Regions from separate parts of the Canis lupus genome. Here region 2 is linked to region 1. A link is a contact called in public Hi-C data. All regions are on one chromosome and are shown on one strand. The core of a region is the stretch at or near the end of the contact, and the rest is flanking DNA. Distances in the headings are between cores, read along the strand shown.

Region 1 (3,894 bases), core at 430-2,929:
AAGGTGAGAGGTGCAGAGTCTTATAGGATTAAACCCTCAACCTGTGGAATTTGATGCTATCTCTAGGTAGAGAGTATCAGAATTGAACTGAATTGTAGGACACCCTGCTGGTGTCCAAGAATTGCTTGGTGTTGTATGGGAAGCTTCCCTACTCACCCCCCTAACCCTCCCAACCCCCGCCACACACACACACTTAGAAATTAGGTCCAGGAACCGAATTTAGAGATAAATACTGTCTCTGCATTTTTCTGATTCCAGACATTACCCTTGAGCCAGCATCTCATCTATTTGCTTCTTATTCCCTTCCAGTTTCTTACAGCTAAGCCTACTCAGATCAAGTTGCACCTCTGAAGTAATGTCACTTTCCTCCAAAATCACTTCCCTTGTGTGGGCCTGGCCTCAGGCTGACTTGGAAGGCTCCAGCAAACCTTTATATACGGCTTTTCAGGCACTTGCTGGGTGCCTAGAAATAGGGAAGTGGGGAGATTTGACCCTATAGAAAATCCTCATCAATTAAGGGGGGAAAGTCTAAACTTTCTAATGAGAGCAGTTTGGCAGTATGGTAAGGGAGCCAAAAAGGACAGGCTTCCAGTGTATGGCTGATAGGCGGTTCCCCCTGAATGCTTTAACAGATATTAGGAAGGGTGTGATACAGAAAAGAGGGAAAAAGACGTTCTCAACGATCTTGAGTAGATTGCAGGCTACAAAGCAGAGCGCAGTGTAATTCTGGATCTTCAAGGGTCTACAGTGAGCCAAGTATTAGCAACACAATGTTTTTTTTTTGTTTTTTTGTTTTTTTTTTTTTTGCAACACAATGTTTTTAATAAGTGTACCTCCATCTCTGAGGAGAAATGGAAGGGGCTAGAAAAATAAATTCACAGGTAAGCATGTATTGAGACAATAATAAACTCATTGTACAGTTTTGAGAAAGTAAAGTGAATGGGGATCCTGAAAGGTGGTGGTGGTGAGAATTTGTACTTCTCACGCAGCCAGGGGAACCCCTTTGTCTTTCCGTCCCTTTGAAATATAAGAAAAAGCAATAGAAAAGGGGCAGTAGTTCTCAGCTACAATGAGGCATAAGTGACCTGTAATCCAACCTCCAAAAAGCTGGCAAGTCCTACCTTTTCTGAGCCTCTTTCCATAAAGGTAAAATAAAGCACTTGGATCAAATGGCTCTTAAGGTCTCTTTCAGATTGGCCCCACCAAGACAATACTCTGTATTCCTGTGAGGAAAGGTAAGTACCAAATGGCCCCCTGACGTTTAAATTGGCCTTGGTTACCTGCAGACTTTGAGGTCCTAAGGTGTAAGACTAATACATATTTAGGGTTCCTGAAAGCGTACCGCAAAGCTGGGGCTCGGTGGCGCTGGACCCGTACAGGGTTGGCTGCGCTGGAGGGTCTTGGCCTGCGCACCCAGGGGACCGGGAGGAGCAGAGGCCCCAACCGACGGATTGAAGGACTGAGCGTGGGGCAGGTTCGGGGATTACGCGTAGGGCTCAGGATCTAGAAGGAGGGGCCTCTGGGGGCAAGGTCGGTTCACGCGCTGAGAGTGGGTGTCCAGGCCAAGCCCCGACCGGGATCACGGGGTGGGGCGGAGCCCTGCAAGCTGGAGGCGGCGTACGGACGAGCTGGGCGGGGCTCTGCGTGGCGCGGGCGGGGCTCTGCGTGGTGGGAGTGAGCTTGGGACCCGCAGGGATCCCGCTCTGAGCCGAGGAGGAGAGGCGGCCGGGACCAGCAGGGCGGGGCTCTGAGTGGCGAGGCGGGATCGAGACCCCAGCGGCGGGGCTGTGCAAGGTTGGAGGGAACTTGGGACCCACAGCGTCTGGCAGGGGCGGGGCTCTGCGTGGAGGGTCTTGGACTAGGAGGGGCGGGGCTCCGGGTGGCGGGGCGGGCCCGGGATCGGTGGGGGCGGAGCTCCGGGGGCGGGGCGGATCGGGGCGGGGCTCTGCCGGGAGGGGCGGGGCGGATCGGGACTGGAGGGGGCGGAGCTCCGGGGGGCGGGGCGGGGAAGATCGAGAAGGCGGGGGCGGGGCTCCAGGGGCGGGGCGGGGCGGGGCGGATCGGGGTGGGGCTCTGGTTGGCCGAGCTGGGAGGATCGGGACCGGCGGGGGCGGAGCTCCGGGGGGCGGGGCGGATCGGGGCGGGGCTCTGCCGGGAAGGCGGGGAGGATCGGGACAGGCGGGGGCGGGGTTTCGGGGACGGGGCGGGGCGGATCGGGGCGGGGCTCTGGTTGGCCGAGCTGGGAGGATCGGACCGGCGGGGGCGGGGCTGCGTGGAGGGGCGGGCCCGGGCCCGGCGGTGCGGTGCTGGGCCGGGTCTGGGCCGGGTGTGGGCGGCAGCCGGGCCGTGGCAGGAAGCCGGAAGCAGCCGCGGCCCCAGCTCGGGAGACATGGCGGGTGTTAAAGGTATATGGGTGGCCGCCCAGCTCGCGGCTCCTGCGGTGGGGTGAGCCTCCGTCCCGGGCTAAGCCTGGAGCTGCGCCTGAGCGCGTGGGCGGGGACCGGCTTCCCCCGGGCCGGGGCGCTCCCGTCTCGGCTCGCCCGCGGGGTGCGGGTGGACCCGCAGGTTCTCACGCCCTAGCCCGGCTGTCTGGGGCCGTCCGGGCGGGGCCGGGAGCAGTGCCTGCCTGGGACGCCGGGCCACCCCGGAGCATCACCTCCCGGCTCCTCAGTTCCTCGGAGCGGCCCCCGCCCCCACCCCTGCCGAGTTTCAGACCGCCTGGGTCTCTTTCCACTTCCTGACGTGTCCACCCTGACGCCTCTCCTCCTCCCTCCTGTAGCTCTGCAGTTTCCCATTTCCTCCGGAGCAGCCATTGTCTCGAGTCTCCTCGGCCTCGGGGCTCTTAATCCTCCCGGTACTGATCTTTTTTCCAGTTGAGCAGAGTTGACTGCAGGCGACGGAAAGGCCGCAGGAACGCTGTATTTCTCGTAATTTGGGGTGTAGAAGAGGTGCAGTGTTATCGCTACTTTAGTGTTTATCTGTGGACAGACAAGGAGGAGTGTTTGTACCGTGTGTGTTTTTTTGACTGGGGCAGTTCCGCAAGGGGATGCCGAGAACACCAGTTCCCTGACTTGCTCGCCTGTAGAGAAAGGGGAGATGGCAGCGGCGGGAGAGGCTATTGGAAGGTTCCTGTTATTTTGGTGGGAAACCGTTATATCTCTAATGTTTGGTTAGAGTAGTATAACTTGTTCCTATCTTGGAATTACTGTCCTCTTTGGAATTTGTACCCAAGAATCTTCCCAGTTAATCAGCATCTGCTCTAAACATGTATAGACTGTATCTGCATGCATGTGCGTGCACTCTGAAATTTATGTGAGTATGTGAGCTGTTAGCCGCAGACACATTTTGTCATTATTTATGGCTGACTTTTATATCGGTTTAGTAAACACGATTTACTTGGACATTGTGTTAACATGTGTCCGGTTGGACGTTGTGCTACACGTGTCCAGTGTGTAGCATGTCCCTCTGAAGCCGGTGCAGAAAACAGATGACGTGTAGTATCTCAGCACTGGACTGTGCTGTTTAGTCATGCCCCCCAAAACTATCAAATAATAATAAGGTTATGTGTGAATGTGTTAGAAATCATGATGTGGTAAAAAGGAAGATAGACTATGAAATGGCAAAGGACTAAAGGAAAGGGGAACTGTTTTACAGATAGTTCCCCTTTTATTGAGGGACTACTGTATACCTGTGGCTTGGGATAAAAAGATAAAAGCAACTTTGGGGTGACAGAACTGGAAATAATTATATTACTGTTGAAGTCTTCAACAGTGCTTAGATAACAAGAGCAGCAGAGAGATGGTGTTGTGGATTGAATTGAATCCCTCAAGAGATTAATGATCAAGTTCTAAGTCCCCACTACCTGTGAATGTGACCTGATTTGGGAAGAGGGTC
Region 2 (3,894 bases), core at 823-3,322, 300 kb before region 1:
CAGAAGGGTCTTCAGCAACTCTGGGGATGCTCTTATGGAGGAACCTGGGAGGGGAGGGAGGGATGTTCATTTCTCATCTCTTTTCCTTCCCTTTCTTTTGAGTCCCAGCTATTATTTAGCCAGCCAGAAACCAAGTTTCAAATAAGCATGCAAACATATTTACATATCTTACTCAAAAATGAAAAAACTGAGTTGATGAAAAATGCCTCACTCTAGGGAAGAAAGGTGAAAACACCCTTCTCCCAGTCTTCGTCCGCCACCTTGCCAAAGATCTATTATCAGAGGACTATGGGCGCAAAGGGTAAGGGGGACAGCTGGTGAGAGAAGAATCAAGGGATTATAAATCTAGGAGGCTTGAAAAGGAAAATGCTGTTGGTGATATTTGGGACAGAAAAGAGACCTTTGGGTCCTTTCTCTTCCACTGTTTTCTCCTCCCTTTTGGAATAGTTGGATTTGGGGCTGGGTGTGTCTTCTGCTGGGGAGGCGTGTTTGGCTCTGGAGAACCAAGAGGGGCCAGGGTGGGGCCCAGGGAAAGAGAGCCAGAGACAGGCTGCTTTCCATGGGATTTTGGGCTAAGCTCATAGGGGAAGAAAAATAGGTGGCTGTGAGGAGAGAGCAGACAATTCCATTAGAAAACCTGGTAGGGAACAAATATCTGGCATGACCTAAGGAGGTCATCTCTCTCCATCCAACCCAGCAGTTAGCTGCGGGTTGGTGGGGTGCAGGTCCAGAAGGAACAGAAAATCCCAGCACATCTGTAGACCACAACTTGCCTGGGTCTGAAGATGGATGTGCCCAGTGCCATCAGCAGGTGAAAGCAGCACTTTCTGGTCAATTCTAGGACGGGGGATTCGCTAAGAAGTCTGGGGAACGCAAGACTTTATGGTTTTTTCAGCTCACCTCTCCTCCAGAGCGAGAGTAAGCACAGGTGTGGTCCTTCTCCAAGAAGGTGGCAGCTGGCGTGAGGGTAGCTGAGCGAGGGAAAAGATTCCTTGGCCCGGGAAGGCAGGGAGAAGCCGTGGGTTCAGCTGCGGCCGGGAGCAGGCGATGTCCGCCAAGTCCCTTCCCCCTTCTTGAAAACCGAACAAGACCGGCAGAAATTACAACAACGCACCCCCACCCCCCTCCCCAATAACGTTTCTAATAAAAGAAACAGTCTCTCATGCCTACATTGAAAAAAAAAAAAGAAAACACTGCACGCTCCGGTTGATGGAAATAAACAGGTGAGCCCCGAGTGAAGCGGGAAAATACTGGGAATGGGAGAAAGGACGTACAGAGAAACCGAGGCTTCCTCGCCCTCCCCGCACACCCCCTCCCCTCCAGCCCGAGAGAATGTGCGTGGCAGGTTGCAAGCTAAAAATGCCACACGGACCGGCCCCCCCGCCCCACTCCCCGCCGCGCGCCCAGGCTCCCTCCTACCCCAGGGTCCAGCGTCCCGGCCTCGTGGCAGCGCGGGGTCCCCGGACGCCGCGCGGGGCTCCCCCTCGCCCCGGACGCAGCCGCCGCGGGGACTCCGCTCTTCCTCTGTCTTCCCTCCCTCCTCCTCCGCCTCCTCCTCGCAGACTCCTCCCGCCGGATCCTTCATGTAAACAACATCCAGGCTCTATTTACAGTCGCCGCCGGACGGCGAGGGACCCACGCCAGCACCCTGGAAGGCGGCGGGGGTGGGGGGAAAAGCGAGTGCGCAACATTTACACACGCGCCCCGCCCCGCCCCTCCGCGCCGCTCCCCCTCCGAGGGGCCGGGGGCCGCCCGCGCCCCGGTCCAACCCGCGCCGCTCCTCGCAGCCCAGCGAAGGCCCGCGGGCGGCCGCGGAAAAGCCCAGGAGCGAGGGCCTCCCCGCCTCCACCCCACCCCGACCCCGCAGGAAACACACGCACACGCACACGCCCCTCCACAACCGCAGACCCAGCCCCGCAACACGCGCTCGAGTCCGGGCGCGAGTGCGGAGCCCCAGGCCCGCCCGGCGCCCCCGCCCCAGCGCCCGCTGCCTACCCCGCGGCGGCGGACTGCTCGCGGGCCCCGCAGGCGGCTGGAGGCTGGAGGCTGGCGCCCAGCGCCGGGCAGCGGCGCGCCCTCGGCCCCAGCCGCCACCCGGCCCGCCCTCGGCCCGCCCCCCGCGCGCGAGCGCCCGGCCGGCCGAGCCGCGCGGGTGCGTGTGCGTGTGCGTGTGCGTGTGCGTGTGCGTGTGCGTGTGCGCGCGCGCCGCGGCCACCCTTCTGCCGGAACGGCTCTCGTCGCCCCCGCCGCCTCCCGCGCCCCCGGCCGGCTCCGGCGCGCCGCCACCAGCCCCGGCGCACGGGCGCGCACTCGGGCGCAGACGCTCGGCGGCACCGAGCCCCGCGCGCGCACCGCCCGCCCCCGCCCCCGCCCCCGCGCCCGCGCCCGGCCCACCCCCCACGCCCACCTGCGCTCCCCCCGTCCCCGGGGTGGGGGGGTCCTGGGCCCCCCCTTCCTTTGTTCTTCCCGCTATTTGCATGAGGATTATCTAATGACGCAGCAAGGCTCGCCACAACGTGACCGTCGCCATTTTTCTGTTTTTATTCTATCTCTGCCATGTGATAGACCGGGGGGGGGGGGGGGGGGGGGGGCGGGTTGGAAAAGGGAGAGAGACAGGTTAAAAAAAAAAAAAAAAACTTCCGGGTCTCATGACCGGGAAGGGAGAAAAACAAAAGGGAGACGAGACACAACTCCAGGGGAAGGATGTGTGCGTGTGCGTGTGCGCGCGCACGGGGGCGCGCCTCCCCCTCCCTCCTCGGCTCCGCGAAGGGAGGCTCCCGCCGCCGACAGGGAGCATCCTCCGGTCCGGGGAGCCCGGGGAGCCCGGGGAGCCCAGCGCTCCCCTCCCCTCCCCTCCCCTCCCCTCCCCTCCGGCCGTGGCGTCGCCCGTCCCGGCCCCACGCTCGCTGCAAGCGCTCGGCGAAAGCTGTCCGCCCGGTTCCTTCTGGCCGCCTCCCCTCGCCCCCGAGCGGTGTAGGGTTCTGGGTTACGTTCCGGGAGGTCTCGCCACAAACGGAGCAGATGCCAAAGTTTAAAGGCCGCCCAATTTTCTGCGCTCTGACATAGTTTGTCTCCATGCTGTTGTTTGTGACAACCGCGTGGCGACGCCGGGCGGACTCTTGCATTGGTTCGAATCCTTCCCCTTCCTCTACACCCCTTTTCTCTCTCTTCCCCAAGCGGGACACGCCCTCGCGTGGGGCTCCGCGGCGGCACCGGGATGTGGCGACGGACCGTTCGCCGTCGCTTGGCTTATTTTGTAAGAAATAGTTCCTAAGCGCCTGTTCAGGCCCGGGGAGCATTGTTTAAGAGCCCGCTGCGCGCAGCAAGGTGGGTCCGCGTGCCGGTGACCGCACGCACATTTGGCCGGCGTGAGAGACAGCCGGCTCTTCCCCAAGTCTCGTGTTCGCCGTTGCTGGAAAGAGAGAGAGGAAAAAAAAAAAAAAGTATATGGGCACTCCTGCCACCTTTTCCAAGGAGATCTAGAAATTGTGGACTTTTGTTTACTACTGTATCTCCCTTGGGCACTTTCACTTTTGTTTCTCTTGAGTTTCCTTTCTGGTTTCTTGTCTCGATTTCACAATTCACTGCAGAAATGGGCTTCGGAATTGACTAGGGTTCCTCCGCTTTACAGGCGCGGAAACGAGGCCGCGCGTAGCGATGCAAGTTGCTCCAGGTCACACATTTAATTAGGGCGGAGCTTGGAGGGAGCGTGGCTCACCTGATAGCTCCGCTGGAGGGGTGGAGATGGGGTGGGGGATGGGCTCGGAGGAGGGGAGGTGCCTGGTAACCAACGCCTGGCCGCGACCCTGCTTTGTAAAATTGATATCCTAGAAATTAAAGATGGAGAACACTTAACCAGAACATTACCTTCTTGGGACTGGTGTGAATTGATTG

What was found. A called contact is a pair of places that touch in the nucleus more often than the background predicts.
Region 2: a Hi-C map of blood shows a contact between it and region 1, with 2.4 times the contacts expected there. The contact joins the promoter of LOC106558823 here to the promoter of LEPROT in region 1. A contact is called at or near these places in 3 of 9 Hi-C or Micro-C datasets (blood and skin fibroblasts).

What each region holds. Positions count from the first base shown.
Region 1 is chr5:45,216,370-45,220,263 of UU_Cfam_GSD_1.0, reverse strand. LEPROT (leptin receptor overlapping transcript) reads left to right here and starts at 1,679. Exons shown (of 4, transcript NM_001287133.1): 1 at 1,679-1,794.
Region 2 is chr5:45,517,125-45,521,018 of UU_Cfam_GSD_1.0, reverse strand. LOC106558823 reads right to left here and starts at 2,072. Exons shown (of 4, transcript XR_005359656.1): 1 at 1,996-2,072; 2 at 1,420-1,648; 3 at 901-1,072.